Regions from separate parts of the Lactuca sativa genome. Here region 2 is linked to region 1. Evidence: chromatin contacts called from public Hi-C data. All regions are on one chromosome and are shown on one strand. The core of a region is the stretch at or near the end of the contact, and the rest is flanking DNA. Distances in the headings are between cores, read along the strand shown. Region 1 holds the start of LOC111908390 (probable phospholipid-transporting ATPase 4). Region 2 holds the start of LOC111908389 (protein IQ-DOMAIN 8).

What was found. Hi-C and Micro-C count contacts between places; a contact is called where the count stands out from the background.
Region 2: a Hi-C map of leaf shows a contact between it and region 1, with 2.9 times the contacts expected there. The contact joins the promoter of LOC111908389 here to the promoter of LOC111908390 in region 1. A contact is called at or near these places in 3 of 4 Hi-C or Micro-C datasets (bud, leaf and seed).

The regions. Positions count from the first base shown.
Region 1 is chr4:166,047,809-166,052,990 of Lsat_Salinas_v11, reverse strand. LOC111908390 (probable phospholipid-transporting ATPase 4) reads left to right here and starts at 1,981. Exons shown (of 11, transcript XM_023904226.3): 1 at 1,981-2,298; 2 at 2,803-4,655; 3 at 4,827-4,937; 4 at 5,052-5,182. The coding sequence starts at 2,890.
Region 2 is chr4:166,867,198-166,872,379 of Lsat_Salinas_v11, reverse strand. LOC111908389 (protein IQ-DOMAIN 8) reads right to left here and starts at 2,881. Exons shown (of 5, transcript XM_023904223.3): 1 at 2,649-2,881; 2 at 2,302-2,553; 3 at 1,699-1,908; 4 at 1,405-1,518; 5 at 431-1,311. The coding sequence starts at 2,720. The coding sequence ends at 742.

The sequences.
Region 1 (5,182 bases), core at 732-3,231:
CGGTGGCAGAGATGAAATCCATTATTTCTTTTCAGAGCCACAAAGCCACATCACCACCATGATCGTTCATCAGAGGCTATAGATCTGCTTGACGGTCGACTGATGTTGCACCTTGTCTCTTCCGGTTTGCTACTGTCGGCGACGAGGAGTAGAACCACAAAGGGGTTCTCCAAAGATTGGTTGTCCCCTCCACCTTTGCCCGTCAACAACACAACAAAACACCCCCTGAAGTCGTCGATCTGCCTTGCCTCTTCCCCTTTTGTGTTTTCTGCTGATCGGACAAGAAAAGAACAACCAAAAGGCCGCTGGAGCAGATGGATTCACGTCTCCACCTTGATTCTTAAATCTTCTCCACTAGGAACATCATCTCCATTGTGTATATGAAATCGTCGTTGTTGTAGATTAGTATCATTTATTCTTAAATCATGTTTTATGCATCTGGAATCGGTTCAACCCATCATCACTATTATGTAATTAAAGTTGCAGGATCATCTCCCTGTTCGATTTCACCTTCTACCATCTATTCACAACAACATGTCTTGTAAGATTATGCTATTTAGTTGAAATAAAAGTGTGTGTGTGTGTGTGTGTGTTCATCGACTAAAGTCACCCTATGCTTCTTCTTTCTGGTTTTCCAGTCAACCAACAAAATCATAGCATCTGATATAAGGAATAACAATGGTGAATTGTTGGTTGGAGGCTCATGTTTGGGATTACGTGCAACAATGGCAACATCACCATTGTTAACTTTCAAAGATAGAGCTCACAGGTTCGATTTCCCCTGAGTTTTTTTGCTTTGAAATTGCTTCAAATACTCATCCTTGTTAACAAAAATCTCATTGGAATGATTCCAAAAGAGCTCACCATTCTTCCTGCTGTTATGGAATCAAATATCTCCTCAACAAGAAAAAAATGGAGTATGTATGTATATGTTCTTAAATGTGTTTTGGGTTGAGAGAGAGAGAGAGAGTGTTTTTTTATTTTTTAATTATTAAAATAAATAAATAGATATTAATTTTTTTTTAAAATAGGGATATATTTTTTTAGGTGCAAAAATGGTCCTTCATAAGTGAAAAGACAAATATACCCTCATGTGCGAGACACATGAGGGGGTTAACAGCAACAACTTAACGGAAGTTAAGTCGGGGGACCAATTCTACGTACAAATTAGGCCAAAAGGACCATGAATAAAAAAAAGTCCAGGTTTGGACTGAAACCCCAAAATAATGCATACCACAAGGACCACTTTTGCAATTTTGTCTGAAATATAAAACAAAACAAAAATGTAATTTTAGATGAATACAAACGTCTCAAGATCAAGTCCAATTAGAAATTTTGAGACATTAAGATGTTAAATGGATCAATTTTATGTTTCACTTAGTAAATGAAATTCTCTATCAACTTTATTTTAATAGAAAACATTATTATTTTCTTCTCAAAATTAATTTCATAGCTGTTTTTAACAGTTCAGTATAACTGTTTCAATTGGGGAGTTGATCCGTACACAACAATTTTTCTCCATACACAATAATTGGTTCTTTAAAATGTTGTATTATACAACTATATAATGCATTAATTGTTGTGTATGACAAAAAACTGTTGTGTACGAATCACTTCTTTTTCAATTGAGTTTATATAAAAAAATAGTCCATTCATTTCAATTTTTAAATAATCAAAAAGACTGGTTGAACCGTTATCTTTCGCAGATTCAACTGGCCACCCGATTTTTAAAACATTGATATTAACAAAAATAAATTTCACCATGGGAAATGGCATAAAGTTGTATTTATTTTAAAGTAAGAAAATAAGAGAGGAAATAGATGGACCCATATTTAAGTTTGGTTGTGCCACGTAGGTTAAGTGTGACCCGTCTCATTCGAGTATGGGTCGGAGTAGGTTTGACCGATTCAAACTAAACTTCTTGCATAAGAGAAAACAACATTTTTTTTTCACACTTTACATTATAATTTTATGATCAAATTAATTGCCAAAAAACCAGTAATTTAAAATTTCAAATAAATTACGCATCAATAAATGCAAAGATCATTTTAATGAATTTATGTTATGAAATTTTCAGAATTAATTATAGTAGTGTAGTTTTGAGTACTCTAAACTAGAATTAAGTGGAAGAGACGACGGAGAAAGAGGGCTTTGTTCTTCCGTTGCCTGAACCCTTTTTCTGCTCTCCAATTTGTCACGATCTCTACAACAAAACGAGCTGGCATTCTTTGATCTCATCGCCTTCAAATGGGTCTGGTTCCATTTTCGTTTTTCTTGATGAAATCTCATGCTTATCAGGTACACTTTTTAACCTTTATCTTTTACTGTATTTTGGTTTTCCTTTTTTGGGTGTTGGAATTTTTGTTTGAATTACTTCATAAGAACCAATGGATTCTGCTTGATTCATGTTTGGGCAATGCATATTCTTTTCTTCACTCTAGCTTTCGTTGAGCTGATTTGTCCTTTTCCACAATCAAGGTTCTTACAGTTTTGTAAATTCATCTTTCAATTTGACTAACATTCGTCTGTTACGCTGTAGGGGTAAGGGTTTTAATCTGATCTTCGTTTTTTTTTTTTTTTTTTTGTTATCCCAATTCGTATCATCACTGCTTAAAATCAAAACCACATGAGTATTGTTCCAATTCAGGTTCATGTACTGTTTTCTTGCTTTTGCGATAAACGATTACAGTTTGCCGCTCTACTATTTGACTAAATTCCAAAGCCAAATCTGCGACTCCTATGAGCATATTTAGGCACAAATTGCGCTTATTAACATCAATCTAATCTATTGAACATTTGCAGGAGGTAAATCCAGCATTCTTATAAGTTTATCGTGGCCAAATCAATAAAGTTACCCTGGTGTTCTAAATTCTGCTGAAATCTCATATAATGGCTCATGGAAGGATGCGAGCTAGGCTAAAAAGAAGCAGTCTCTACACATTTGGATGCATTCGACCACCTCGTGAATCAATCGATGAGCCTCATCAGTTTCAAGGGCCAGGATTTTCAAGACATGTTTGTTGTAATGAACCCGGATTCCATAGAAAAAAACCCCTCAAATATTCTTCAAATTACATATCAACCACAAAGTACAATGTCATAACCTTTCTACCCAAAGCCCTCTTTGAGCAATTCAGGCGAGTTGCAAACTTGTATTTCCTCCTAGCTGCAGCCCTATCTATCTCACCTGTTTCACCTTTCTCACCCTACAGTATGATTGCACCTTTGGTGTTTGTAATCGGGCTTAGTATGACAAAAGAAGCTGTGGAAAATTGGCACCGATTTATGCAGGACATGAAGGTAAATATGCGAAAAGTTTCAGTCCATATTGGAAATGGTGTATTTGTTAAAAAGCCATGGATGAAAGTTGAAGTTGGAGATGTGGTCAAAGTTGAAAAAGACCAGTTTTTTCCTGCAGATTTATTGTTTCTATCATCTAGTTATGAAGACGGAATTTGTTATGTGGAAACCATGAATTTAGATGGAGAGACAAATTTAAAAGTTAAAAGATCTCTAGAGGTAACTTTACCTTTAGATGATGATCAAAGCTTTCAAGATTTCAAAGCAACAATCAAATGTGAAGATCCAAACCCTAATTTGTACTCATTCGTGGGTAATTTCGAATATGATCGACAAATTTACCCTCTTGACACCACCCAAATTCTTCTAAGGGATTCCAAGCTTCGAAACACTTCTCATGTTTATGGGGTGGTGATATTCTCAGGTCATGATAGCAAAGTTATGCAAAATGCGACGAAATCGCCCTCGAAAAGAAGCACAATTGAGAAACAAATGGATAAAATCATCTATGTTCTTTTCACACTTCTTGTGTTGATCTCTTTGATAAGTTCAATAGGGTTTGCAATCAAGACAAGTAAACAAACGCCCTTTTGGTATCTTCCTCACGATGAAAAACGGTTATACGACCCGACCCGCCCGTTTACCTCGGGTTGTATTCATTTAATCACTGCTCTTATTCTTTACGGGTATTTGATACCCATTTCACTCTATGTTTCCATTGAGCTTGTGAAGGTATTACAAGCACTTTTCATAAATCAAGATATAAACATGTATGATGAGGACACATGTACACCTGCTCAAGCTAGAACATCGAATTTGAATGAAGAGTTAGGAATGGTGGACACGATTCTTTCTGATAAAACCGGGACATTGACATGTAATCAAATGGATTTTTTAAAATGCTCAATAGGTGGGACCCAGTATGGGATTCGTTCTAGTGAAGTGGAACTTGCTGCTGCAACTCAAATGGCTATGGAGGTTCATGATATGTCAAGAACCGGGACCCGACACGCGTCGGAAATTGAATTGGAGGTTTTACCGGGCCCCACAAGTGGAAGCTCTCAGAATCGAATCAAAGGGTTTAGTTTTGAAGATATTCGGTTGATGAATGGGAATTGGTATAAAGAGCCAAATGCAGATGTTGTTTTGATGTTTTTAAGGATTCTTGCTCTTTGTCACACTGCAATTCCTGAGGTAAATGAGTTGACTGGGGGTTTGACTTATGAAGCTGAGTCACCAGATGAAGGAGCTTTCCTTGTTGCAGCAAGAGAGTTTGGATTTGAATACTGCAAACGAACTCAATCGAGTATATTTGTTCGTGAAAAACACCCTTCATCTCATGAGCCAATTGAAAGGTATTAATATGATCTCAATTAAGTGGTTGCTTCTTTTTAATGTAATTGACTTAATACATTAAGCCCTTAATCTGGACAGATATATACAACTCTTTCTCTTTGACTTAACACATTAAGAATGACTATAGTTATTAATTAATGTTTTTATTCTTAAATATTATCATGGATCAGGGAATACAAACTTCTAAATCTTTTGGATTTCACAAGCAAACGAAAGAGGATGTCTGTCATCATTCAAGATGAAACTGGACAAATTTTCCTACTATGCAAAGGTGCAGACAGGTAGGACAATTTTTTTTTTTTTTTTTTTTTTTTTTTTTCTGAAGTACAATTTCCTAATAAGAAAATATATAAAAGTGCAATGCTATAATTATCATCATCTGATTCTCTTTGTAGCATCATCTTTGATCGTTTATCGAAAAATGGAAGATCATTTGAAGAAGCGACAAAAAGACATCTAAATGAATATGCAGAAGCTGGATTACGTACGCTTGCATTTGCTTACAAAATACTTGATCCATCAGAAT
Region 2 (5,182 bases), core at 1,632-4,131, 820 kb before region 1:
TCTTGTTTATTAGATATGTTTAATGACATCATTTTCTTTTCAAGAAATCATCATTAAATATGTGAAAAGTAAAATCAATTTTAATCATTACATAAAACCACTTTGATATTGATTTTGTATTTTCAACGCCTAGTGTTTCTTATGGTTTTGATTTTGCTTTTTCAAGACGCCATTGTTTTTTAAAAATGTGTTCAACATTGTCTCTCTCAAAAGTCAATGTGGAACACTAGAAGACGAATTAACCTAACATTTATCCCCTAGACTTCATATGTGATAGAATAAGACGAATTAACCTAACATTTATCCCCTAGACTTCAAATCTGATACAACTTAATTAGAAAAATGTAGAGTCCTACATTAACACTTTAAAAAACCTTTAGGGAGAAAGATTAGCAGAAGGGCTTGTTACTAAATATATCTACCATTGATATGTAAGCAAATGCACTCTTTGTTTGGTATAAAATTCGCAAAAAACATACATTAGATAAAAGCATTAACAGTTTTGACTTCTGTACTATGCAAGTTCTTTAAAGATAAGAAAGAAAATAAAGATCATATCTCAACAAATCCTATGATCCCCACCACCCAATCTGTGTATGAAAACAGAAATCCAAAAGATCCACATCCCAACTGACTTTCCTTTAAGCTTGTATTGAAGCTAAAGGATCAATTTGAAAACCAAGTAACACAACAAGCTGTTGAACTTTTAAAAAATTAGCCAAAATCCCAAATCTTTTTCAATCAACCCCTTCGACTCCTCACTTCATCGTATCTATCAACAAACATTGGTGGATACAAATCCTTACCCAATTCCGATGTATAAAGATCAGAATCAGCACTCCTTCTTGCAGCTACCCCCTTGGAAAGTGGACTTGCATTTGAGAAATAATTACGCCCTTGCCCTTTCCTTTTAGCTTTGATGGATTCAGTCATGCTCATGTAACTTGGTTTGCTTTCACTTGACAATCGAGTTTCTGAAGTTGAAGATGAAGAATTCGTTGACGTTGTGCTTTCATCATACACAGAACCAGAACATGGATTTGTTGATGATGATTGCGTAAGTGGACTTGACATAAACGGCTTCAAAGAAACCCTAGTTGAAACTAAATTCTTTTTTATCTTCATAGATTCATGTTCAGAACAAGATTTAACACTTCGATCATCATAATTCTTGATTTGAGATGAAAATTTGGAAGAACTGGTGTTGTCCCATGATTTTGCAGCCATCCAACCATTCAGCCATGTCCATTCAGAGTTTTGCATACCAGATCTTGGAGATGAACTCTTCGAGTTGGAATTTGCTCTTTGTTTCTAAAAATTAAACAAAAAATCATACCATGTCACTAAAAAACTATATAATAACAATAAATTAACCTCGTTATTCAAAATTTACATAACTAAAACCTGTTGATAGAAGGCATAAGCTTTAGCTCTATTTCTCTTATTAGCGCCATCTTGCTTCATTTGTTCTTTTACTCTCACTTCCTCTGCTGTTCCTCGACTATCACACCATCCACCCTTTAACAACAAAAAAAATAGTATTTTAATTTTTGAAGTTATCGATAAACTTATTATACCGATGCACAGTTGTAATACTGTCGAATTTCTTAAAAGCTATCTTCAAGATATTGGTGTTAAAGAGATGCGTTTGAAACGATCATGAAAACATTAAGAAAAAAAATGATTACTTTAATTTACCTCAGATTGCTTGATAGCAGAAAGATGGTTTCTCAAAGCTGTAGGAAACTCTTGTGTAGTGTTAGCCGATTGAGCTCTAACACGAGCTTGGGCTCGAACAAGAGCTTGCATGCACCGAAGTGTGACATCAGCTTGCTTTCTAACAAGCCGACCTCGAACTATTGCCTGGAGCCTCACCAATGCTTTTAGCGCTCGTAATGCTTGTCTTGCCTTTAATACAAATAATTAAGATCAATATGATTGATGTTAAATTAAATTTGATTGAATTTTGTGAAGGTTTATGGCTTATGCTACACAAAAAAGGCGACAGAAATGTCATCAGCTTTAACCATGATGCTATAATATGGAAAAATTGCATTTAGTGTTTTATAATAATAGTTTTGACATTCACTAAAAGAATTATAGTTTTGACCTAGAAACTTCTTGACGATTTTCACAATCACAAATCGTTTAGCCCTTTTGAAAAACATTTATGGCTCTTATTTCATCATTTAGTATATACGATCGAGAGAAAGCTTCAAGTTTTATATATAAAGGCTACAGTATATCTGGTTAAATTTTGAGATAAACGAGGTGAAAGAAAGAGGAATGGTTAGAAATTACCAAGAAAGAGCGAAAAACAGATTGAATTCGGATGGCAGCCCATTCTTTTCTAACAAACATGAAATCTTTAGGCGGAGCTCGAACCACAGTAGCCACAGCAGCAGAAAATGAAACGTCTTCAGAACGAGAACCATCAGAAGTGGACAAACGTCCTCCTCCCTTTATCCCTTTTGATGATGAAACAGAAGAACTTCCAGCTGATGGACTCCTCCATAGCTTCCATGTCCGGGTTTTGTTACCCCCAACCTTCTCCTGCACACAAAAAATAAATACCCAATTGAATCAACTACTCTAACCCAAGATGAAATATATGAATTGAAGAAAAAGAAAAAATCGAACAGATTTACTTGATCGGAGCTGTTGGAATTGGACTTTTGATACCCGATTAAGGACTTAATCCATTTCGTAGAAGCACCCATTTGAGAAAAGCGAACCTGCAACCTCAAATTTCACCGTTTTGGGTTCTTTAAGTTAAAACTTGGGGAATTAAAGTGGGTTTGGGAGTAGGGTTCGAAGGAAGGGGGAGAGTCGTTTGAATTTTGAAAGAAAAAGGAGAATTCAATGGAGAAAAGAAAGTAACGGATAGTAATTAGTGGGCGCGTAACGGCGTAAATGCGTTTCGAACAGAGTGCCGGAATTTCAGGCTTTCGGATCCCAAAACAGGCTAATATTTTGGTGGGCTTTTTCATTCAGGCCGAATTGTCCAAATTTAATTTTGTTTGACAACGAGTTTCAAAACACCATATTGATTTATCATCTTTTTAGTACAAGAATAAATAATAATAATAATAATAATAATAAATAAATAAATAAATAAAGTTGTAAAAATGGTCCTATCACTTTTGATCGAAATAGTTTTCACAACTTTACTGTCGTAAAATAAGTTTTTCGTGTTTTAGCACTGACACACTTGAAGTTTTTGAGTTAGAGGGGCTGAAATTATAATGTGTATAAAAACTGAAAAACAAGGGCGTCAAAGTCTAGTTTTATAGTTGTAGACCTCATATATAAAAATTTTAATAGTTGTGGACTGGTTCTAAAAAAAACAGAGAGGATCATAGCCTCCCCCCCCCCCCCCTATGTCAATGCGTTTTAGAAATAAATTTGTTTGAAATGACATTTTTGCCTATTTGTAACACTCCAAAAATCTAGATAAAATTTTTCATTTTTCAATAAGGCTGACAACCGTAAGTTTGATACTAAAAATCCATTACATAAAAACCATCATAGAAAATCATCAGAGTATCAATATCAATGAATGCGGAAAATAGTGGAGAGTGCATGTTGCGCCATTAAACCGGACCCTTCCCCTTGGAACAAGAAGCACCTAAAATCACAATACAACTATAACCAAACGCTTAGTGATTTTTTCCAAAATAACACATGCAAATCATACAGATGGGCCTAGCCCTATGGTTCAATCCAAACCCAAAACAAGTATGGGCACCCACCCAGGAGTATATTTCCACTCAAACAGATCATGGTGGGCCCCGCTCTGGGGTATGGCTCTGTCATATTAGGCCCCCGCCCTAGGGTATATTTCAACCCAATCACAACATAGAACATACAACAACTAACATGCAGCATAATAAATATTGGGTCGGCCTTGGTGCCTTAGACCAAAAGTTATGGTGAGAAGACTCACCTTCGTTTGCTGAGATAATAACTGCTCGTCTACCGATCCAAAAATCTCACATTGAATAAACATACGAATTACCCTATTTAGGATTATGACCCAAACTAGCCAAAGGCCCAAAATCCTAAGTCCAAGATCCTCTACGAAGGCCCATATAACTTACTTAAATGGGCCCACATTCAAGGTTCAAAACCATAATGGGCCATAAGAGCCAGTAGTCCTAACCTTGACTCCTATGGCCCAAAACTAATGTCCAAAGCCCAATTACACTAATCGATCCAAGCCAAGGCTAAGTAAGGCCCAAATGGCTCAAAAGCCCACCGAAAGTCGAACCCCCACTGAAGGCGTACGCCCAACGTATAGCCTTAGTACGCTTAGCGTACTCGGTTTCTGAGGTGGTACGCACAGCGTACAAGGTAGTACGCCCAACATACAAGCAACTTATGCACAAAAAGCGATTAAGAACTTAATACGTGGAAACTCAATGTCCAAAACCGGATCTAAGTCGATTAACAAGTCCTAGGGTATAAAGTTTGCAACTTTATACCCTTGCATGACATATGGGAACCCAACACCTTATTTAACCCATTAATACCCCTTTTAAGACCTTAAATTCATGCATGGAGTCTGAATAATTATCAAGCTAGAATTTTTATGATTTCAACATGACTAAAGAGCTTGGATCTAACTGATGGGTTTTAGACATAAGAACAATCTTATGTGCTCATACAAACCCTAATGCTTGGATCTAGGTTTCTCTATTGTACATGCAATGTATCCAAGACTTACAATCTTAGATCTAACATATTATAAACTGAAATTAGGGTTTAGAGAATTACCTTTGATTGTTATGTAGCAATAACAATCTCAATTCCTCCTTGTAATGACTTTAGAAAGCTTAGAGTCACAATTGTCACTCGTCTAATGGCTCACAAACACCAAGAGCAAGAGGATGAAGAATAAGGAGAGAGGAGGATGCCCAAAACTGTCCAAAACCCTAAGGAGTTACTTCCACACGTTTTTGGTGCTCTAGGGATCTTCAAATAGTGAGGCTATTAGGGTTATCTAACATGGAAACCCTAATTTGGATGATTAGGCCCTAAGAAACCCATGGACTCCTTCCTTAAAGGCCTAGGACGATTTCTAATGGGTTTCCCCATAGAATTCGTCCACTCCTTTAATATGGAGTCCATTAGCTCAATATTCAACTATCATACAATTGACAGTTCTAGTCCCTTAAGTTTA